4 separate regions of the Mus musculus genome follow, and all the other regions are linked to region 2. A link is a contact called in public promoter capture Hi-C data. All regions are on one chromosome and are shown on one strand. Each heading gives the region's core, a stretch centred on a gene start, on an enhancer-like site or on the middle of the called end of the contact. The rest is flanking DNA. Distances are from core to core; before and after follow the strand shown. Region 1 overlaps App (amyloid beta (A4) precursor protein). Region 2 holds the start of Ltn1 (listerin E3 ubiquitin protein ligase 1). Region 3 overlaps App (amyloid beta (A4) precursor protein). Region 4 overlaps Tiam1 (T cell lymphoma invasion and metastasis 1).

The links. Promoter capture Hi-C pulls out the DNA fragments that hold promoters and counts their contacts.
Region 1: a contact with region 2 is called in a promoter capture Hi-C map of liver, with 4 times the contacts expected there. The contact joins the enhancer-like site here to the promoter of Ltn1 in region 2. A contact is called at or near these places in 6 of 39 promoter capture datasets (the 3T3-L1 cell line, cranial neural crest, hippocampal neurons and 1 more), 2 of 115 datasets of contacts at active chromatin or transcription factors (astrocytes and extraembryonic endoderm stem cells) and 1 of 9 other capture datasets (embryonic stem cells).
Region 3: a promoter capture Hi-C map of stem cell-derived epiblast-like cells shows a contact between it and region 2, with 6 times the contacts expected there. The contact joins the enhancer-like site here to the promoter of Ltn1 in region 2. A contact is called at or near these places in 5 of 39 promoter capture datasets (cranial neural crest, hippocampal neurons, liver and 1 more) and 4 of 115 datasets of contacts at active chromatin or transcription factors (astrocytes, embryonic limb bud, embryonic stem cells and 1 more).
Region 4: a contact with region 2 is called in a promoter capture Hi-C map of neutrophils, with 6 times the contacts expected there. The contact joins the enhancer-like site here to the promoter of Ltn1 in region 2. A contact is called at or near these places in 3 of 39 promoter capture datasets (hippocampal neurons, neutrophils and pre-B cells) and 2 of 115 datasets of contacts at active chromatin or transcription factors (embryonic forebrain and thymic regulatory T cells).

Annotation. Positions count from the first base shown.
Region 1 is chr16:85,147,166-85,152,345 of GRCm38.p6, forward strand. The region is part of intron 1 of App (amyloid beta (A4) precursor protein); the gene reads right to left. Among named protein-coding and RNA genes, the nearest start is that of App, 24 kb to the right of the region's middle. Within about 2 kb of position 1,731, at least 156 of the 459 cell types and tissues checked have an H3K27ac peak or open chromatin away from gene starts, as enhancers often do. A contact at or near this core is called in liver, where this site is marked.
Region 2 is chr16:87,429,574-87,435,092 of GRCm38.p6, forward strand. It overlaps Ltn1 (listerin E3 ubiquitin protein ligase 1), which reads right to left and starts at 3,033. Exons shown (of 30, transcript NM_001081068.1): 1 at 2,853-3,033. The coding sequence starts at 2,894. Rwdd2b (RWD domain containing 2B) reads right to left here. Exons shown (of 5, transcript NM_016924.2): 5 at 3,758-5,053. The coding sequence ends at 4,819.
Region 3 is chr16:85,123,903-85,129,944 of GRCm38.p6, forward strand. All of the region lies in intron 1 of App (amyloid beta (A4) precursor protein), which reads right to left. Among named protein-coding and RNA genes, the nearest start is that of App, 47 kb to the right of the region's middle. Within about 2 kb of position 4,634, at least 64 of the 459 cell types and tissues checked have an H3K27ac peak or open chromatin away from gene starts, as enhancers often do. A contact at or near this core is called in embryonic limb bud and stem cell-derived epiblast-like cells, where this site is marked.
Region 4 is chr16:89,845,574-89,850,997 of GRCm38.p6, forward strand. Tiam1 (T cell lymphoma invasion and metastasis 1) reads right to left here. Exons shown (of 28, transcript NM_009384.3): 12 at 4,077-4,181. Among named protein-coding and RNA genes, the nearest start is that of Gm52239, 54 kb to the left of the region's middle. Within about 2 kb of position 2,873, at least 86 of the 459 cell types and tissues checked have an H3K27ac peak or open chromatin away from gene starts, as enhancers often do. A contact at or near this core is called in neutrophils and thymic regulatory T cells, where this site is marked.

The sequences.
Region 1 (5,180 bases), core at 481-2,980, 2.3 Mb before region 2:
GTACTTAGCAACACCCCTAGTAACCTGAGCTGCATGGGAACATGAGTTCCAACCTGGGATAACATGTCAGAAGGAGACAATCAATTTTCAAACGTTGTCTTCTCATCCCTAAAGCTCTACCAGGGCATGTTCTCACGAATGCCACACTAATAATTACATTTTTAATTGAAGTGTTCTGAAAGAAGCCCACACTGGAGGTCAGGATACCTGGTAAGAACAGAAACTTAACACCAAATCAGGAATAGCTGCAGGAGCCACAAGCTCCTTCGGAAATCCTAGACCGTTGTTTTTCTAAAGCCATGACGATGTGCTTCTAAAATTCAGTATTTACAGCTTGGAGTTTTTAAAAAGGGCCTACATAGCAACAACATAAACCTCTCTGGTCACCATCCCAGAGATACAAAAGATAGGAGTCCTATTTCTGTCCCTTCCCTTAGTGGATCTGAGTCACAGCTACCCCAGTGACCTTCCTGATGACAGCAGATACATGTTTGTCCCATAAACAGATGGCTTCCTAGTAAACTCGGGCGACCCCTAAGCTGCAGTTATCTGATAAGTACTTCTGTGCATCTAAGGGATAGTTTTAAAATTAGTAACAAAATGTATGTTGGTATCTAGTGGCCTGTTTTCCTAATTCTATTGGTCTAATTTTTATGTGAGAGTTTTTTGTTTGTTTGTTTGTTTGTGTTTGTTTGTTGCAGGTTTTAAAACAGTCTCAGGTAGCTAGCCCAGGGTTCTCTGGAATTTTGTACCTAGCAGAGGATGACCTGGAACTCCTGATTTTGACTTTCCAGGTACTGGGGTGACAGGTGTGCCCACTGTGCCTGGGCTGCTTGAAGCTTTTTTAATTTAAGTTTCTAAAAATCTTTTTTAGGAACATGGCAGTCATATAAGTAAGTTTGCAACCGCAGTCCTTGGTCTTGGGTTTGCATCAGAAACAACAATAGGTCTTGGCCCACACCCAGACTAGGAAAACTAATCTTTTCATACCATGGGCAGTCTCACAAATTATCTGGTTCTGCAATCACATTTAGAAAAACAAGCAAACAAACAAAAGCCTCAGTATGCATTTCATGAGGAATCTCTCAATAAAAAGATATTTCAGTCTTGGGATAGCTCTCACTGGTACAGTACTTTTTACTTAGTACACAAGGCTCTGGTCTGAGCCCCAGCTCAGGAGAAAAAAAAAAAGTTCAAGCAAAAGGAGTTATAAGCACTGTGAGGATCATGTTGAATAGGGTACCAAATGAAATAGTAGCCACATCGTTTATAAACTCCATCTCTATTTTTGATGATTTTATTTTGAGGGTTCTTGAGACACCGTTTCATGTCACCTGGCCTGGCCTGGAACATCTGTAGCTGAGTCTGTTTTGAACTCTGGATCCTTCTGCAGCCTCTTCCCAAGGCTTCCCAATCGGGAATCGGGGCACCACCACAGTCCCAAAGATGCTACTTTGGTTTTATAAAAAACACACTTTGCAAAAAGAAGATAAGAGGAGAGAAGTTCCCCTTACCATGGAGGAACTGAAAGTAACACTCACTTCACAGAATTCCCCCAGATAAACTGAGTGACAGCCAGTCATCTAACTGGTCCAGGCAAGCCCTCTAACCGGTCCAGAAGAGTTGGCTCCAGTCATTTGAGTTACATCAGCAGCTGTGGAATGTTCCCTGAGATCAACAGACACTGACCAGAGTCTGGTCCAGGCCAGAGCTTCCATCCCACGGTGAGTGAGTCAACTATTAGCCAGCGAGAGCTAGCCATCTTCCAGCAGGCCCAGCAAGGCCATGGCCTGCCTATACACATAGACTGTGCAAACCTCTGAGCCAAACATGCAGCAACTATAGTCGAGGGAGCTTTGTCTTGGGAACAGAGAGGCAGTTTCCTTCTTGTAAAAGGCAAAGCCTGGTCTCCGGATGTGGGGAGAAGAACTGTTGGCCTGGGTCCATGTAAGGCTCAAAGTCCACCGCTTCTACACTAGGCTCTGACAAAACAGATGGAGTCAAGAGAAAAGAATTCAGATTTAGACAGACAACAGAGCTACAGAATCTGGATTAGAATTAGTAGAGTATAAGTGGTGGTCCAGGTGGGAAATCTATTACTCAATGATAGCTAATCAGCAAGGTTAAAAGGTTGGTTGGTTGGTTTTATGTAGGGTACGGATGTCAACTCCTAGACTTCCCATTAAACTCTACAATCTATTTTGATGGCAACCAGTACTGCATACATCATGCCTAGGATCTAATAAACACATAATACAAAGACATGGAACTCTGATGGGACAGAAAAGCAGCAGAGTGTTACTAAAACGGGGAGAAAGTATCTGTCATCAGCCGTTACATGGTGGCTATGGTGTCCATTCATATGGTGTCACATAGTCATTATGTGAGCTTTGGGGGTTTGTATGTTGCTACAAAGCAACCTTGATGGTGATTTGTTTCTTTTACTGTGGGATAAACACTGATCCTGAAGACAGAGGGTTAAGGACATTCCATGGTGTCCCTCAGAAACACAGCTGCATGCATCAACAGAGAGCCACTGAGAACATCTGGCAGAGGAAGGGGAGAGGAGCCAGTCATGAGCACTGGCTTACAGCAGCATCAGTAATGACAAATGCTTACTGAAGCCTACACGATATTCTTACTGTAACCCTCCAGGTTAGGGACTTCACTTCTCTTTACAAATGAAGTGCAAGGTGGGTTTGTGAAAAAGAAGTAGCAAATAAAAGTTATCTTATCCAACATGCACGAGATAATGTTTTGATATATATATATATATATATATATATATATATATATATATATACACACACATATATATACATACATATATATATACACATATATATAATTTTAAGTAATTAAATAACAATTAACTAATGAAGTTACCTATCACCACACATACTGTTCTATATGTGTGTGAACACTTAAAACCTATTTCAAGAATATAACACTTATTATTAACTACAGTGACAATATCTATACTCCAGCTCTCTATGATGTACCCATGTCTAACTGCGAATTCCTACCCTTTGAACAACATCTCCCATTTACCCCATCCACTGGCATCTAGTGTCTACTCTTGCAAGTTCAACTGCTTCGATTCCATTTGGGAGGTCATGGGATGCTCATCTCTCTGGGTCATTTCACTTCCTTTAGGTAACAGCTTAGACTCGCACCTCTACCTTATTATTTACTACAAGGGTGGGTAAATGATATAGTCTCACTGAATCTAATTTTACTTGAATTGCACTTTGAAATAGGATTTGCTCTCGGCCTTTCTCGATCTCTGAACAGCATCAGATCAATACCTGGATCTTTGTATTGTGCATATCTTTGTCAACTAGAGAGAATGTTCTTCTGGTTTCATAGTACATTATCTATAATACATTCTCAATTTTCTGTAACTCAGAATGTCACTGGACAAATACCTTTATCTTAAGCAAAGAGCATTTTATTACAATATCCCGTAAGCAAAATGTTACTAAAATTTCAGTTTTTGGTTCAGGGGAGGCCAGGCTTAGCTTCCTATTTCAAAGTCAGTTATAATTTTAATTTATAAAGAAAACATCAAATAGCTGAAGACTAATGTCTTATTCTGGCTAGTTCTTTACAACGGCTTTCTGGTTTGGAATACAGAAAGTAGAACCAACTTCACTATATAATACAGAGGGACAGGATGGCAGTTTCATTAAGCGGCGAAGGATTATGTCCTGGTCAGGCCGAGGCCACTGGTTTTAAATATAGCACACTAATTTGGGACATAAACATTCCACTTTTGCTTCAGCTTCTCGGGGAGATATGACTTCTTCAAGGGGAAGTCTTTTAAATGGCTTGACAATTTATTAGAAACGAGCGGCGAAGGGCATCTGTTTTCACAGGGCAACTGTTCAATTAATCTGCGTTAATACAGCCTCAAAGCGCTTGGATCCAGCAACAGGATGTGGGTGTCACAGGATCACACAGCCGAACATATGATAGGGCCTGACACATGCAGGGTCAGGGCAAAGCAATGGCGAGAAGAGAAGGCTTGTTCCTCTAGAGTCTAAACAGCAAAACCCTCCTGCAGCCTGGGGCTTGTCTCGAAAACATTTAACCCAACCCAGGTTGATACTTCCATTCTAAAAAAAAAAAAGAAAAGAAAAGGAAAGGAAAGGAAAGGAAAGGAAAGGAAAGGAAAGGAAAGAAAAGAAAAGAAAAGAAAAGAAAAGAAAAGAAAAGAAAAGAAAAGAAAAGAAAAGAAAAGAAAAGAAAAAACAAAACACCTCTCCTAGACCAGAGACTAGGTGGTGCTGTGTTCAACTCGGGTTTTGTGAATTCATGAAATATCAGAGTCACCTGAAACCATACAAAGTACAAGACGGTTTTCTTTGTGAATCTATTTTCTAGGGACCTAGGCAGAGAAATATAAAGTGTTGATGGTGAGCGGATGCTATGCACACCTACAGGACAGTCACACAGAACTAATCCTGGCAGACAGAAGTCACTGCTACCTGAGGCAGGAGCACGGCCCACCCACTCCAGAAGCCTGGGCAGAGACTACAAACCACATGACCTATCAGAAGATCTCTCAATTATCCCTGCCCGGTATGCTTTGATATGTGATAAACAACCCTTTGTTTTCAGAGGGGTTAGTGGAGCCCTTTGAAAGCAAGCAGCCTGGAATTCCGTGGCTCTCTCTAGCTGGTTCAAGCAGCCAAGGCTGTCACCGGCGCCTGGTCAACTGTGGAGAATCAGAGGGAAGGACAGGGAAATGGTCCTCGTTGTGACCAGCATGCTTTAGATTCCTTCCTAAGCTGGTTTTGTAGGGTTCAAGAAGGTCAAGAACTGCAAGGATGGATAAGCAAGGAAAGAAAGGCCCTGCGGAAAATCTTAACAACCTGGTCTCAGGTACAGTCAGGGAGGGAATTCGCCTAGAACGGAAGCCTTCCGGCTGTTTGACAGCAGCTGAAACAGAAGACAAGAACCTTGGGCAAATGGGCTCTTCTCAGCCCCTGCATTTGTAAAAAGGGGACGCAGCACTGGCCTGTACAGTCAGGACTGTATAGAAAGGTCAGAAAAGAGCTGTTACGAAGGGGCCAAGAAATGACAAGAAGAGCCATGTTAATCCTTCATTCAGTACCTTCCACATGTTATCTTTGTAGTTCTTATTAATTCAGCATGGCTCCTAACAGCACTATTAA
Region 2 (5,519 bases), core at 1,783-4,282:
GATCCTGCTCAAAATTTCCTATGTATAATATATGCTCTCTCATAATTTAGCCTTCACATAATCTTTTCTCTCCATCTGAGGGCCCTTCCTTCCTTCTCAATGCCTGACAAACTTCTATCCTTCAAGACAGTAGTGTTTGCAATGCGCTTCTCCCTCAGACCAATCAGCACTCTCTTCTGTTCTTTCAGTCTTTCCACTCATACATTCATACCTATTTCCTAATTGTTTCATACGCCATAATATTTTCTTAGAAATCTGTGCCTATCATTAAACAGATACTTCAAGAATAGCAAGCAGAAGCTAGCTGTGTGGTGGTACAAAACTGTAATCCCACAATCCCAGCACTGGGAGGGTTGGTGTGAGAATCAGGATGTCAGAGTCAGGCTCAGCTACATAATTAGATCAAGTCCAGCCTGAATGATACATATGAGACCCAGTTTCAAAACAAAGGAAAGAGCAGTTAGCCATGTTAGTGGTACAGCCCTGTAACCTCAGCACTAAGGAGCCTGGAACAAGAAGATCACAAGTGTGAGGCCAGCCTAGGCTACACAAGAAGTCGCAGACCAGGCTATCCCACATTGTAAAATCCCATCTCAAAACAAAAAGTCAAAACAACAAAAAAGACATGTATCTACTAAAATCTACAAATATATATGGCTCCCAGCACTATTTTCTATTGAACAAATGCTACTTTTAAGTTCAAGTCCAGGCCCAGCAAGATGGTTCCGAGGATAAATCGCTTGCTATGCAAGCTGTCAGACAATCTGGACTTCCATCCCGGAAACCCACAAAAAGGGAAAGGAGAATGGACTCCTGAAAGGCGTCCTCTCAGCGCGCCCCCTATGACGTAACATTTTAAAAACTAAACTTCAAGCCCCAACTCTGAAGCTTCCAGGCTACACAAATTTAAGCAAGTAAACTTCTCTAAACTTCAGTTAGATCACCCTTCAAATGAGGTAAGAGCAATCATTTCACTCTTTGTCATTTGCGATACCAACAGTAACTCTGAAGTACTGCAGGAAGAATTTAATCCCAGCAGGGTGTGAAAATCTTTAGGGGTAAGTATGTCTAACCACAGACTGCAACACCACATATTTCTTATTATCCAATGGAAAAAGATAACTTTACAATGCTCAACACTAAGCAAATGCCACTGAGAAAGGAAAAAATAAAACAAAAACAAAACAAAACAAAAAAGAATAATAAAGGGGGGGAAGGCACCCTGGTCTACAGAGCTGGCTAGTTCCAGAACAGAGAAACACTGTCTTAAAGGGGAAAAAAAAGTATTGTACACTTCTGGAATGATATACTGAAAATGTTATCATACAAAGCATGGTCAAAAATGGCTTAGCTGGAATCAATAGAAGGAAACAATTAGATGAGACTAAACAAAGCCAACCAATGGCCAACTCTTCCTGGTCATTATGACATAAAAAACACGCTCATTTAGGATGTATGAAATGGAAAACTGTCTAAATCAAAAGACTTCAAAGTATAAGTTGTTTTTATGTGTCTTTTAATGTATTCCCTGCCAAAGGGAACAAGTGATACTTGACTGAGTCATAAATGCTTTGAAAATGTTATTATCTAAAAACAACTTTAAGTCAGTCCTGGTGGTGCATGCCTTTAATCCCAGCACTGTAGAGACAGAGGCAGGCACATCTGTGAACGACTTCCAGGACAGGTGAGCTACAAAGAGAAACTGCCTTGATAAACCAAAATCAAAATAAAATAAAAACAGAATTAAATCTATAAAAGTTAGTAGAAATACAAATTGTAAGTCTACATGTTATATTTGTGTACTCCACCATGGTTAAAGTTTCACATGTTATATGAAGAATGACACTGTTTTTAGAATACATAAGGTAGAGAACTTGGGTGTTAAATACTGAGATCAACTCTCCTAAGGGTCAGCAAAATTTATAAATTAAGAGATGAGGGACTGGAAGGATGGCTCAGTGGTTAAGAGCACTGACTGTTCTTCCAAAGGTCCAGAGTTCAAATCTCAGCAACCACATGATGGCTCACAACCATCTGTAACAAAATTTAACTCCCTCTTCCGGGGTGTCTGAAGACAGCTACAGTGTACTCACATATAATAAATAAATAAATCTAAAAAAAAAATGGTGGAACAGGTCTATAAAAGCGAACTGTGTGTGTGTGTGTGTGTGTGTGTGTGTGTGTGTATGTGTGTGTGATCCATCAGGATAAAGGCTGCAGAGAAACACCTGCCTTTAAGATACTTTCAAAGCGCCAGGTGGTGGTGGCACACGCTTTTAATCCCAGCACTTGGGAGGCAGAGGCAGGAGAATTTCTGAGTTCCAGGCCAGCCTGGTCTACAGAATGAGTTCCAGGACAGCCAGGGCTATACAGGATGCATTAAGGTATCTAGAGCCACCTAACATATGGCCATCCGAAGCCTGCCAGGCCAGCCAAGTTCGTGGCAAGTTCAGGGTGGCCAGAGTGAAGCAGGAAAAGCGAGGTAAGCTTGAGACCAGAGACCCAACGGGTGACACCGACCTGACACCGGGCATACCACCGACGGGCTCGGGCCTTGGCAAGGAGGGACTGAGCGAGTGAAGCCCACGCTTGCTTCTTCCCTCCCACAGCTCCTACACAAGCTCGGCCACCCACGAGGGCCGCCCGGGTGCTCACTGTCACCGTTTCCCGATGACACCTCCCTCCCTGGGCGCGCTCCGTTTCCCAGATCCGGCGTGAAACGTCGTTTGGGTCCCAACTCCTCGACTTGTCCACCCGCGGGGACGCACACACCGGGAGGTCACACTCTTCCCTCACGGCCCTCTGGACACCCGGGCCGCAGGCCGCGGGGCTACCATCACCACAGGACTCACCCTGAGGTTCCCCTTAGTCCGCTGCTTGTTCTTCCCGCCCATGGTGGCGGTGGCAGCCCGGCTCTCAGTCTGCAGAGCCGAAGTTGACACGGGCGGGCCACAACTTCCGGTCCCTCGCGCCGGAAGGGGATTCACTGTAGCCACTTCCCCCTCGCCCTCCCAGCCTTTCGGCTTCCTACTTCCGCTCCCGCCTCCCTGTCAGGACTCTGACCATCCGCTGCCTGAAACGTAACAAAGAAGGCCACGCCTGCCTGAGTGGCGTCACTGCTGACCAATAAGAAACCAGCGTTGAGCCCGTGGCGCCAAACCTGTCCGAGATATTTGTAGTGGAGAGATTTCCTTCCTAGTGTGTAGGAATTTGCTCTTCCAGAGGTCCTGAGTTCGATTCCCAGCAACCACATGGTAGCTCACAACCATCTGCAATGGGATCTGACGCCCTTTTCTGGTGTGTCTGAAGAAAGCTACAGTGTACTCATATAAATAAAATAAATCTTTAAAAATAAAATGAAATAATAAAAGCAGAGGAGTTGGGGCGACTAACTTGGTAGAGTGCTTTCCTGGCATTCCTGAAGGCTGAGTTTGATTCCCTACATTGAGCAAACCAGGTCTGCTGGCACACCCTCCCAATACCAGCACTGAAGACACAGAGAAGAGGAGAATCACAAATTTAAGGTCAGCTTTGCACACTTAAAGTTCAAGGGCAGCCTGGGATATATGAAAATCTATCTCGAAATAGGAAATAAAAAGAAAAAAGAATCATCAGGTCACATAGGCATGAGACACTGTCTTAAAGAAACAACAAGAAACCATTTGAGCTCTACTCATGCCCCAGTCTTCAGCGATGCAAGGCCAGATAGGGGCCAAATCTAAACACATGCAATTTGAAATGAACCACAAACACCAATGAGGAAGGCTTTATACTGTTTGTACTTTAAAAGACAGGGTAGTTTCAAACTTCTGACTACTGATAACAAGCACAGATTGTTTAAAATTTCATTTTATTTCAAAGGTCTGGAGACAGGCTGGGATTAACATTGGGTCCGCATGTGGCAAGGTGTCTTGTACAATGACATCTCTGAGATAGCTTGGCCCTTTCTCTTGCCATCACTTCAGGGGCCATGGCAGAAAGAGAAGAGAGGCAAATTCATCCCCAGAAATCCTGCACTGTAACCTACAGCCCAATGCAGCTGCAAGAGAGGCCAGGAGGGTGAACAGGCAGCTTTTCCAGGTTCCTAGTGAAGGCAGAAGAGTGTGGGAAATCCCTAGCAAGTCGAACCATCAAAATTACCTTCACATATAATTTGTCTTTCAAGTTTCATGAGACAGAGCCTCGTGTAGCCCAGCTGGCCTTCAACTTCCCATCCTCCTGCCTCTACTTCCCAAGTGCTGGGATTATAAGCATGTGCCTTCAGATCCAGCTCACGTCAAGAAATTTCCACCAAGCTGTAGAGATGGCTCAGAGGTTAAAAGGGTGCACTGCTCTTGCAGAGGACCCAAGTTTGGCTCCCAGCACCCACACCGGGTACCTCACAACCTCCTGTAACTCCAGCTCCAGGGGATCTGATACCCCAAATATATTTACATGTTTATGTTCATGCATGCACCCTTGGAGGACAGAGTACATCAAATGCCCTGAAGTAAAGACATATAGGTAGTTATGAGCTCCCTGCCAGGGGTGCTGGGAACTGAACTTAGGTCCTTGGCACTAGCAGCATATGCTCTTAACTTCTGAGTCATTTCTCCACCCTTCTCACTTAGTAATTTAAAGCTTACAAGTCGAAACCCAGTTTTTCTCTCAGGCATGGCAAGTTTTAACTGATACATTTCAGCCATATTAATTTTCTTCTTGTGACCCCAACCCTAGTACATCCTAGAATGGAGCTGAAATTGAATTTCAAGGAAAAACAGGAAGAAATGATCAACAGAGGAACAGTGAGCCAACAGGTCTGACTTCCCCTCTGCTCAGTCACTGTCCTTCTACACCAAAGAACATCTGGAAAACATCCCCACATCCCCTGGCATTTAAGAACTGATACAGCTGGCCAAAGTCCATGTGGTTTCCTCTGGCTCCGTGGACACTGAAGGCCTTTTCTTCAAGAATGGGAAATTTCCGCTGTCCTTCCATTCCGCCGGCTGTACCGTCAAGAGGAATGTCTTCTCGATGACGAATTAAAATCCTCTTCCAGTTTAGTTTTCTGAGTCTGAAACATAGTTTTTCAGAGTAGAAAATTTCAAAACATATTTTGTACAGAAGTGAGCTAGAATCTGTAAGACAGACTTATCAGAGTTGGTAGTGAGGGCACACGCATTAACCCCAGGACATGGGAGGCAGAATTCAGATCTCTGTGAATTGGAGACCAGCCTGGTCTGCATAAAGTGTTCTACACCGGCCAAGGCTATATAGTGATATCCTGTCTCAAAAACCAAACAACAAAGGATTACTTGCCAGTGTGTGTTCCTGTAAGCACGGAGATACTCTCACAGGGGCTTACTTTCCTCAAATGGTTCTCATTACACCTGAACACGCACTGATGGTCACCATTACTATCTTCCATTAGAATGGGACTTTTGATTTTAATAATCATTTATTTTGGGGAGAGTGTCACGTGAATCTCAGGCTGGCTTCTGTCTTGGCTTGTAGCCAAAGGTGGCACTGAACTCTGGATC
Region 3 (6,042 bases), core at 3,384-5,883, 2.3 Mb before region 2:
TAAGTTCCTCACTCACAGAAGCTGAAATGGAACCACTTGTCGTTTTAAGCTAGTAAGTTTGAGGCAACCTGTCACACAGCAAGAAACACTAACAGCTCTTGCTCTGCTCTTCAACAGCCTCTGAGCTCTTCTGCTGAACACACCAAACGAGGAACAAACACTTCCTCACTTTTGCCCATGCTTCTACAGTCAGGGGTCAGAGAGCTCCCTGAAAGGACCGGCTAGTACGTATTTAAGGCTCGTGCTATAGGAGAAAGGGCCTTTAACAACATTCGAAGGAATGAAGGCTTTCCCCCATCCAGAACTGTATGTACAAAGCAGGCAGTAAATCCGACATAGCCAACTCCACCCTGTCCGTCCGCATATTTTTTTTCCACTGGTCACAAACTTTAAATCATCTTGTGATTTTAAACACTGGCCGCTAACATTTTCCACTTGCTTTTTAAAATTTTTATTTATTTTGTGTATGTTGTGAGGATAAGAGGTGTGTGGGGCGGGGGTGGTGGACAACTAACTGCCCTGGCGAATATGTTGAAGTTAAAGAACAACTTGTAGGCGAAAACGATTTCTCCCATCATGTGGGTCCCAGGGAATCAAACTCAGGTTGTCAGGCTTGTTGGCGCCTTTATCTGCTCAGCCATCTCGCCGGTCCATTCACTTGTTCCTTAAGGCCCCTGTAACCTGGTTTACTCATCTCACCCTGACCTGTCTGCCTCTCAAAGGTTCCATATGACTGCAATGTGAGAAACCAAAGAGGATGCCCTTAGTACCTGTGTCCCCACTGGCCTTATTCGCAACATGTGAATCCTTCTTCCTTAGCAGTCTCTGCCTTTTGGCTTCTGTCACCATGAAATGTCACAGTTGTTCCCTAATCACCCCCTTTCTGAGTCCTATCCTCCAATTCCACCCACAGCTGAGGACATCCTAATGACAGAGCTGTTGTTCCCTTCCGCCTAAAGAGCCCTTCCCTTTTCTGCACATACACAATTACGTCAGAACAACACTAGCTGGTGGTGTACTGTGGGGATCAAGGAATTCAATGGAACCATCAGAAGAGTAATTTGAGGTTTTTGTTCCTTGGATTTGTTTTTTAATGGACTAAATTTGTTCTTTGACACATTCACACGTGTATGAAGTGTCTACTGCTTACTTTCATCTCCTGTGGCAGCTTGAATAAGAATGGTCCCCATAGGTGCATACACTTGAACGCTTGGTCACCAGGAGTGTCTCTGTTAGAAGATGCGGCCTTGTTGGAGGAAATGTGTCACTGGGAGTAGGCTTTGAGGTTTCAGATACTCAAGCCAGGCCCAGTGACACACTCTCTCTTCCTGCTGTCAGACGAACCAGATGTAGAACTCTTGGGTCCTTTACCAGCACCGGGTCTGCCTGTGTACCACCATACTTCTGACCATGATGATAGTGGACTAAACCTCTGAACCTGGAAGCCAGCTCCTGTTTAATGTCTTCCTTTCTAAGAGTTGCTATGGTGATAGTGTCTTTTCACAGCAATAGAGACCCTCTGTAATGCTCCTCCCACTCCTGTCCTTTCCCCTCCTCTCTACAAGCCCCTTCCCCACATTCATGACAGTTTGCTTTGCTTTATTCCTCATTGATTTTAAGCTATCCCGGGCCATCTGCATAGCTACAGGCTTGGAACTAGCTGTAGAAGCCCATTGGTCCCATAGTCTGATGCACAACCGATGACAATAAATGATCTTCTCTTTCGCACCTCACGCAATCCAATGGTTAACAATAGGTCAGCACAGGAGGCTCCTCACATCCATGACACTGGTGACAAGCCTAGTATTGTACAGGTGGAGCAGCTAAAACCAGTCAAGTCCTTTCCACAACTGTCATACTACCTGACCTTTTTTTTTTTTAATTAAACCTATCAAATAAATTATGCTTTATTTTCCTAAGTGTGATTCCTGAACTTCGTTTTTCTGTCTTTCATACTTCTCTATGCCACCCTCCCTCTTACCTTTAAAATTATTTTAATGCCATCTGTTTGTAGAATACATGTGCTGACAAAAGGTGGTGATCTTTTCCATATCTCTTCAAAGAAACTGACTACGGCCCTGTAGTCTTCTGATGATGTTGTGAGCTCAGCAAAGTGAGTTTAAACTAGAAAATATATGCCTATGTTCCCTTCGGGTTTTCTGTGCAAGGGGAGTTAATGTTGTAGTGGTTATCGTCATCATCAACTTGGCTGCATTTAGAATCTCCGTGGAAACGAACCTGGGGTGTGTCTGTGGTCAACTTGTGAACAATCTGTGTGGGTTGTTCCACCCAGGTTTAACTGAAGAGTAAAGACCCTCCCTGAATACCAACAGGTTCATCGTATGGGCTGGGACCACAGGCATAGTAAAAAAAGGAGAGAACAAATTGGTCGCTAGGATTCATCTCTCTCCTCTTCCTGACTATGTATCTGACACAACCAGCTCTTCATCCTCCTGCTTCCATGACATCCCCACCATGATGGATGCTACCCTCAGAGAGAGAGCCAGCTTGCCTTACTTAAATTGCTTTTGCCAGATGTTCTGTCTCAGCAACAAGAGAAGCAGCTGATACAAATATTAAGTATGAAAGCCAATACATAGATAGAGAAGGTTTTAAACAACATATTATATTTCCATAAAGTAGAGCCAGTTTGGGAACTTCAGCTCTAGTCCCTCCAAAATTATAATAGATTACTGAACTAGGAACAGCAGAATTGGTTTTATTTAACATTTTGCTACCTTTTACAAATGTGTACTTAAAAGGAAAAACAAAAGCAAAAAACAAAAAACCATGTCTCTAATGGAAAATTCTTTTCCAAATCAGCTGCAGCTGGATATTGAAGAAGCAATTAGATCAAACACACAAAGTGAATCAGAAGCCTTTCAATCCTTCCTGTAGCCCGCCTAAGTTAACCAGCACAAGACAACTCTCAGCATCCTCACCTGCATCTGTCAACATGCTGGTTGCTATAAGCAACCCAGCCTCAGAATCCATCCAAGAAGAGAGCAGCAGCATCAGACAATGGGGCCACACAGAACGTAAGATTTTCCTGCCTCACGGCCAGTCCGAACAGGTTTACTCAAACCTCTTTTCCTGAACAAAGTCTCTAAGAAAAAGCTTAATAAATCCCATGCAATGTTCTACTCAGAGCCTGACAGTATGAACGTTCATATAATTGAAGTCTTTCTATCCTAGAACATATTTGCTGTCAGATTCCTCTTCTCCTCTCAATGTCAACTGGAAGATCTACTCCTCGCTTCTAAAAAATATCTCCCTACTTGGAAAAGCAACAGATGCCGCTTAGTAAGTGGAGAATTATGATCAGTGGAATAACCACTCCACTGAACCGCCGTGAGAGCCAAAGGTATGTTCTAATTACTGTGCCTAAGAGATCCATTAAACAACAATGCCTCTAACCTGTAAGTCCCTTGCCCAAGGACAGATCCTTGCAGAGAGGCTGGAAGCAACTCCCTTAAACAAGTTTGCTTGACTCAACTGCACCAGATGCATGCAGACAGGAATTATCTCAGGATGTAGGACCTTTGGCCCAGATTGGATGGATGTAGGTAGGAGGTACACAAGCAGGAAGTACGTCTGGACCTACACTTGCTCTGGATGGCCCTGATGGGAAACATGGTGGCCTGTTGGGGTGGCCTTTTCAAACCTCTGCAGAAGGTTACTCTTTACTGTTTCCTGGGACCCCAAGAATGGACCCCGCCAGAGTTCATCATCCTGGCCAGTATTTAATTAAAAGCTTGCTTCAAATTTGGATCAAAAAATTCTTTCAGTGGTCTTAATCTCCACCAGTGGGATTAGCACCACCAGGTTATTTTTTTCAGAAATGTAAGTCAACAGTGCGGGCTAGAACCCATACTGTACACAGGTGGCTCTGCGTGGTTCGTGTGGTTTTGTGGAGGCTGCGTATGAAAATAACCTGTATGGATTGCTGCCGCCATCCTGAAACTGGAGATATTTTTCCCATGGGAAAACAGTGTTCGGTGCCAACAAACAAAACAGCCAGCTGAAACAGTAGGTGTTCAGCCATGGCTTCAAAAGCAAAGAGGCTACTTAAAAAAACGCTGAGCTAGAGCCACGGAAATATTACTCTTAAAAACACGGCTAACCTTTTTGGAAACAAACCTTTGCTATCAGGGAAAACAAAAAAGTTTGTTTTTTTTTTTCCTTGAGCCACAACACAGAGAGCAAAGACATGCCATGGACTTTCCTCATGGTACTGCAGCTAGATGTTGGCCTTAAATCAGCAGAGCTAAAATAAAGGTAAACATATGGACTTGACTTGGACCCATCTGCAGAGGGTGAATGGGGAAGTCTACCCCTCCAACCCCTACCATTTACAATGAAGGGAAGAGGCAGCGTCTGGAACAAGCTCTCTTTCTGCCTTTCAAACAGGGCGCTCCTTCTCTCCAGGAACTTTCTCTCCTTTTCATTATCAAGATCAGAATTCCTTATAGAACGGGTTTGGCAGCATTCTTCACCCCAGTCCCAGCTAAGAGGGGCTTGAACAAGGAGCTCTCTGTTTTCCTGGTTAAAAAGGCCAGCTTGGCAAGACGGGGCATGGATCCATCGCTTGGCCCCATCAGTGGATTTATGTCGTTTTAAGGTTTCTGGCTAATGAAGACCATCTGGTTTCTACATCCAAGCAGGCTTCTCACTGGCCTGAATAATTCTCTCTCGTATGGTGTAGTATTTGGTATTTTTTTCTTCTTTGGTGGGATTCTTGTATAAGCTCTTAAAAAAACAGACGGATTCTATTTCTATCCTATCCTTGGTTTTCCTTGCATAAATACTATTTGCTTGCTCATAACCTGAGCACAGTTCAATTACATTACTTACACACACACACACACACACACACACACACACACACACACACACACACACACTGTACACTCCAAGTTTCTTTTAAATTCAACCCTGAACGCCTTCTCCCCTTTCAAAGGTCATGAACTGATTTCCGTAATGACAATCTAGGAAGTTTGCCTGTGAGCTCCTTTTAAGGATGAATAATCACTATGAGCAAATTTTGCTACTCCAACCAAAAGACAAGACTCTGCGAGGGAGGGTCCCTCTAACCCATCATCCACAGAGAACATACGCAGAGCATCGTTTCGTCAATAACAGGAAACTAGGGCTTAAATTACAATCGAGGAAAGGAAAGAAAGTGCAAAGATCATTTAGGCCAACTTGAAGCAGGACTAGACTAAGATTTCATCCATGGCTAGAGTGTCAGAGGCAGAGAGAAGTTGGCCACTGTCTGTCAAAGGCAGATGCATATGTGTGTGGGGACAAAGGATAGAATTGCCCACCAAACACGTACAGAAAAGTGAACCACGACGGCTGTTAGAACCCTGCTCCTCAAATTACCCACATGGTGGTCACAGTAAGTCACAGTACCTTTACAGTATAGCCATGTCCAGCCTGAGTTCCAGCCTAGAAGGATCTGTTACAAAAGTGAGTAGAGAAGGGGGAGGGGAGGGGAAATAACCGCTCTCACAGACTTAATGTAGGTAGTTTTCACACCTGGAAACTCGTCATTCTTTGGAGTCACTTGCTGACATAGCTTCAAATTACAACTCAGCGCTCTTAGAAGCTTTTCCTGGCCTCTGTGGATGCCATGCTCTGCAAATGAGGGCCACACAGGTGTTCTCCAGCTGACCCCAAAACTCTGCCCCATCTCAAGGCTACTGAAGCATGCTCCCTGCTGATGCCCAGCAGGAAACCAAGAGGTCTATTGAAAGCAGCAGCGTTTATCATTCAACACCCACGAGATTAATAACTGCCGCTGAAAGCTTGCATTATAGGAAGGCCTAGCAAAGACTGGCAGGCAGACTGCTGCTTAACCAACTATAAATGGATTAGAAATTGGAATTTAAAAAAAAAAAACAAAAACAGAAGTATTTGTGAGATAACCCAAGGATTAGGTTCAAAGTTAGTTTGCAATCCAACAAATGCCTATTTAGGTCCCCACTACCCTTTAAAAAAAAAGACTAGAATTTGAACTGCTCGATGCACAGGAACATT
Region 4 (5,424 bases), core at 1,623-4,122, 2.4 Mb after region 2:
GTCGCTTACTGAGCCTAGAGTTCGCCAATTCAGCCAGGCTGGCCAGCCAGCCAGGTCTGAGGCTCCCGCTGTCTCTGCCTCCTGCACTGGGATTAGAGGTGCCTGGCTCTGTACCACCGTTTACAGGGGTACCGGAGTCTAGAGCTCAGGCTTCTGTGGCAGGAATGTTACCAACTGACCTTTCTCCCCAGACCCATGTCACACCTTCTTGAAACACTTTTCTGTAAAACACGTGAGACTCACATCTTGTTCTCCTCACCCCCAGACTCACCTCACACCTCAGCATGCCAGCACCGTGCCTCTCTCCCTAACTTCTTGCTTCTCCAAGCCTGAAAACCTGCTGCCAGTGACAGGTTTTTACATGTATTTCTGCGAACCTGAATAGAGGCTCCTCCAGAAACAGGACCCCCCCCCCCCCACCTCTGGCACATACCCTGTGAGGATCAGAGATTATTCTTGGCACAGAAACGCTAAGTAAATATTTGCGAGATGAATGAATAAATAAATTAATCAATTTTGGCTGCACATTTTATTCCCCTGTCACTTTAATAAGATCTCATTTAGTGTGAAATCTGGAAAGCTATTGTCTCTACAGACTAAACCCCAGGTCTGTGGCCATTCCATGGACTGTTTCCAACAACTATCTAGTCAGGAAGAAATAGCCAAATGGGTATCATTTACATTAATATAATCAGCAAAGCAGGCAGACAATGACTATTGGTAGATATTCAGAGAACTCCCTTCTCACTCACACAAATGAATACTCATTACTCTCCAAGATCTTCCAAGTCCAGGACTCACTTTCTGCTATCGATGGGACAGAATTAAGTATCTGGGGTTGGGGTGGGAGTCATATATGAGGGCATGGCTGGAGACACCTGCAGGTTCCTGCAGAGCAGTGCCCCAGCATGCAGGGAGGTAGCAGGGCTTATTAATATCGTGTAGCCTGCTGCTTGCTCAGAAACGAGCAAGAAAACAAATATGCTCTCAGAAAGCACTCTGTGCCCAGACAGGCCCTGCCTTAGCATGACCCCACACCCCGAGGAATGCTCTAAAGCAGGGCTGCAGAACAGGGACCCCTGAGATGATTCTAGGGGCCTGTGAACTCAGAACAGAAAGCAAAAGATACCCAGAACATTTACGGAAGACGGCCCAGCATCTTCTCTGACCGTGGGTGCACGTAGGCAACCCGGACCACAACACTACGAGTGCCCGTGGCTTCCTCATGAGTACTAAAGCCATCTCAGTAGCAAATCCCAGTTGCTATTAATACCTCTGGATATTAGTTATACTTGCCACTATTTCTGAGCAGCAGTAGCTACTACATCCACTGTTAAGTTTTATAATTTCGTGAGCTCATAACATGTTACCTATCATTTAAAATTGAGTTTTGCTAAGCATCTTGCTATGACTAAGCCATGGGAAGGTCTGTCTGTATGTCCTGTCTCACGTGACTGTAAGCATTACTCTGGGAAGGGGTCAAGAAGCTTCGTCAGGCACGAAAGCCGCCCAGAACGCAAGAAGCTTAGAGAGCCTGGTAAGATGGAGGTGCTGACGTAAGCACGACCCTGGTCACTGCTTCCCTGGGGATCTCTGGGCCAGAGACCACTGCAAAGGGTGAGAGAAAGCACAGTGGTCCCTTTGTACCTACGGGTTGTTCCCCTTAACTATAGCACATACATAATAACAATTATAGACCTGAACAGGCTGAGCTGGGCTCACCAGCACTCCATCGTCATCACTGGATAAAGCCACACCGTATCCATAGCTTAAATATGATATGTGACTAGGGGAGGGTTGGAGGGTTGGCTCAATGGTTAAGATCACTCGATACTTTTGAAGAGGACCCAGTTCAATTCCCAGCACACACAGGGCGGCTCCCAACTGTCTGTGACTCCAGTCTTATTCATACACATAAGATAGTAAAATAAATAAATCTAAAAAAAGTTTGTTCATAACAATAGTATATGACTAATAAACATTTTAAAGCCATGGCCTGATTAGCACACGTGCCTGGTATCTACAGGACCAGATTAGCACACATGCCTGACATGTATAGGACCCGAGTAGTATACATTCCTGGTATATACAGGACCTGATTAGCACACATGCCTGTTATATACAAGAAATAGAAGCTTGTTGCCTATGAGCCCTGCAATTTACTGTTTGTAAAATTCACAAATTATAAGGCATAAACTAAACTATCTTCTTGCAGCGTAATCAGCCTGACCTCTCTGACTTTTTTGATCATGAAACTCCAAGTTATTCACCGAGATGAGATGAAACTGTAGCCCAGGCTAGCCCCAAGCTTTATCTCTCAATCCTCTTGCCTAAGTCTCCCAGTGTAGGAATTTTAGATGTTTACCACACTACGCATGGGATTTTTTTTTTTCTTCCAAGAAACATCTTGCTGTGTTGTTCTCCAAGCTAACCTTGAACTCCTAGAGGTCATGCAACTCTTCTGCCTCAGCCCCCTGAGCAGCTAGGGCTACAGATGAGGACTGTAGTGCTGAGCTAAGGCTTTTCTTCTTTGGCATGGAAAGGACTCCTTGAGTATGTTCACAGAACACAAACAACTGGCTATTTAATTCTCAGAAGGAACACCTTGGCTCCTGGCTGTTAATGAGACCAGCTCCATCTCCATCAACACAGTCAACAGTGGCTTAAAGAGTCGAGAGGTCATTTATGTCCTTTTCCCTTTGCAATATTTATGTATATGAGTGTTTTGCCTGCAGGCACATTTATGCACCATGTGTGTGCAGTGACTACAGAGGCCAGAAGAGGGCATCAGATAGCCCAGAATTACAATTGTGGATGGTGGTGAGCCGCCATGTGGGCACTGAGAACCTTAAGCTGGTTCCTCTGCAGGAGCCGTCCTTTTCTTAGTCACAGAACCATCCCCCCACCAGGCCCACTTTCATCCTCTTCCAACATATAACATGATCAGACTGCCACAAGAGAAAAATCCATATTTCCTCAAAAAAAAAATATAATACTTTAGAGATCTGGGGTGACCTTTTCGGCTGGCAGAAACACTCCAAATCATAACTCTTCCAGTGGAAACAACCACTTGTATCTGTTATGCGCTTACGGTTGTCGAGAGTTTCCTAATAGAAGAAGTATAGCTCAAGAAGTTGATTTAAAATGCCACTCCCTATGACATTCTGCACTGTGGTTCCTCTTTCCAAAAGGAACCTCTGAGCTGTACTTCCAGTTCTGCTTTCTGTGGGGAGTCACTCCCCTGTTTCTATCCCCAGCTCCACGACAAGCAGCTCTGTGTCCCCCAGAAAGATGACTAAGAACCGAGAAGCCAGAACATTCCCCAAGAGAGGCCCTTGGTCCCCAAACCACTGTTTATTAGAACTGAAAGATGCACTGCTCTGCTAAGAAAAGGAACCTGCCAGTGGTTACCAAGGTGACAACCGCTAACACCTACTGAGAAACCATCTTTCTGCCCTTTGTAAAATCCCAGAACTTTCGGTATTGGTGTCTTATGCTCGCCAGCCCCCTATGATTTGTATGCAGAAGAACTGATAATAATCTCAGGCCCAGATCAGAAACTGCGTTCTCTATCTCTAAGGAGACTCAGACATCCACAGATGTCTCCAAGAATCTGTGTGAATGCAGTTTCAGCAAGCTGGGTGATGCATTAGATGGATGGTCGGGGAGGTGGGGGAGGGGGGTGTTACACCCACAAGATTTACCCCGTCAGTTCTGATAAGATGGTAGAAGTTGCACAAAATTGGAGCGCTTTCACTGTGGCAACCGCCAACTGATTTTAGAGTCACCGATTAAAAAGAAAGGTGTTCAGCAAGAGTCTGTCCTGATGACTCAACTCTTATCTGAGCATCATCTGTGGGTTTCAACGTCTTTGGTGGCAGCGCAGCCCTGCTTTTTGGACAAGCAAAGGCGACTTTCCACTCCGGGATTTCTGTGATAAGCAAGGTTATTTCTGCCAGCTCTGTGGCTCTGAATGAAGCTCATTCCATCCCACCAGCTACAATTACCACAAGTACATGCACGATTTGAAAATTATCTCAGACGGGGTGTTCGAGGACAGTGGTCGTAAACATTACCAGCTCGTAAATGTCCTCCTCGGGCTGCGGGATGTAGAACTGCACTCTGTTCTCCATTAGGAATTTCAGGCGCAGGTAATGGGCGGAATGATCCAGTTGATGTGTCTAGGACAGGAAGGGAGGAAAATGTCTGTTTAGTAGTGAACAGGAGGGATTCCGTCCTCGAGAGATCGGGAGACTTGTTATCTTGTTCCCTAAGGCAATGGGGATGGGGGTTGGGTGGCAGGTTTCTATACTTAAAAAAAAAAAAAGGTTAGACTACAAATCGGACCTGGAACTCATTAATAAAATGTCATACGGATCATGCAACTCAGTGCAGAAAACTGAGCCACAGACCCGTGTGTTTGGTTTGAGTTTTCAACTGTATCTCTTAAAGAAGCTCTTGCACGTCATGGCATACACTCACATGGTGAGGTGGAACGGACACACGGAGGAACGGAGGAACAGAGAAACAGAGAAACGGGGTGGGGGGGGTTACAATGAGAGAGAAAACGGCTGCTGGGCCCCAGGACAAGTGTTAGGGGCTCACTGCAAGCCGGCCATCACACAAGCAAGAAGAGGCCAGGGTTCCAGCCTTGCTTATGTATCCCAGAATGGGACTCCCTCGGGGCTGTGAGAGTGCACCTCCAGCCTGGGATGCACAGCAAATGGCTTGGGAATTAGAGCTCTCGGGGCCTCACCGTTCCTCTAAGACAGCTCCGTGGATCTACACTAAGATACCATCCTGGAGTTAATCTGACTAAAGAAGAACCATGATTAATATGGTTTTATAAATATTTTTCAATCCACAGCCAAGAAGACACATGGGAGAAAACAAACACGCTTTTCAAATGTTAGAAGACAACAAGGAATTACAGCACAAGAGAGGATTTAAACGGGTAGGTTTAATTTTGAAGTGTCGTTATCGTTTGAAACTGCACCTTAAAACACTAGCAAGGAAGAGATAAACTGTTTGGAATTTGCTTCCAAAGTCATTCACACTTGGAGACAGAATAAACAAACCAATGAAACATGGTAATTATATATCCTATGCAATGGGCACACGAGGATGTATTACATGGATCTCACTTCTACATACATTTGAAATTTCTCAACTTTTTAAAATAAAATTTCAATTTTATATGAAGTAAGCGATAAAAAAAAATGTCCTGTGGTGAGAACTATCTTTTAATAAGTAAAATTTAGTGTAGCAGGTAAGAACTCTTCCTTTATACTGCCAGTATGTATAAATACATAGCCCAAAATGGTGCTCCAGTCATTATCCCCTCAACGTTCAGTGAGACACAGCTCACAGTGTGAACAGGGTGCCAGGCGGGCACTCCGTGATGCAGCAGGAGAACAGACTCCG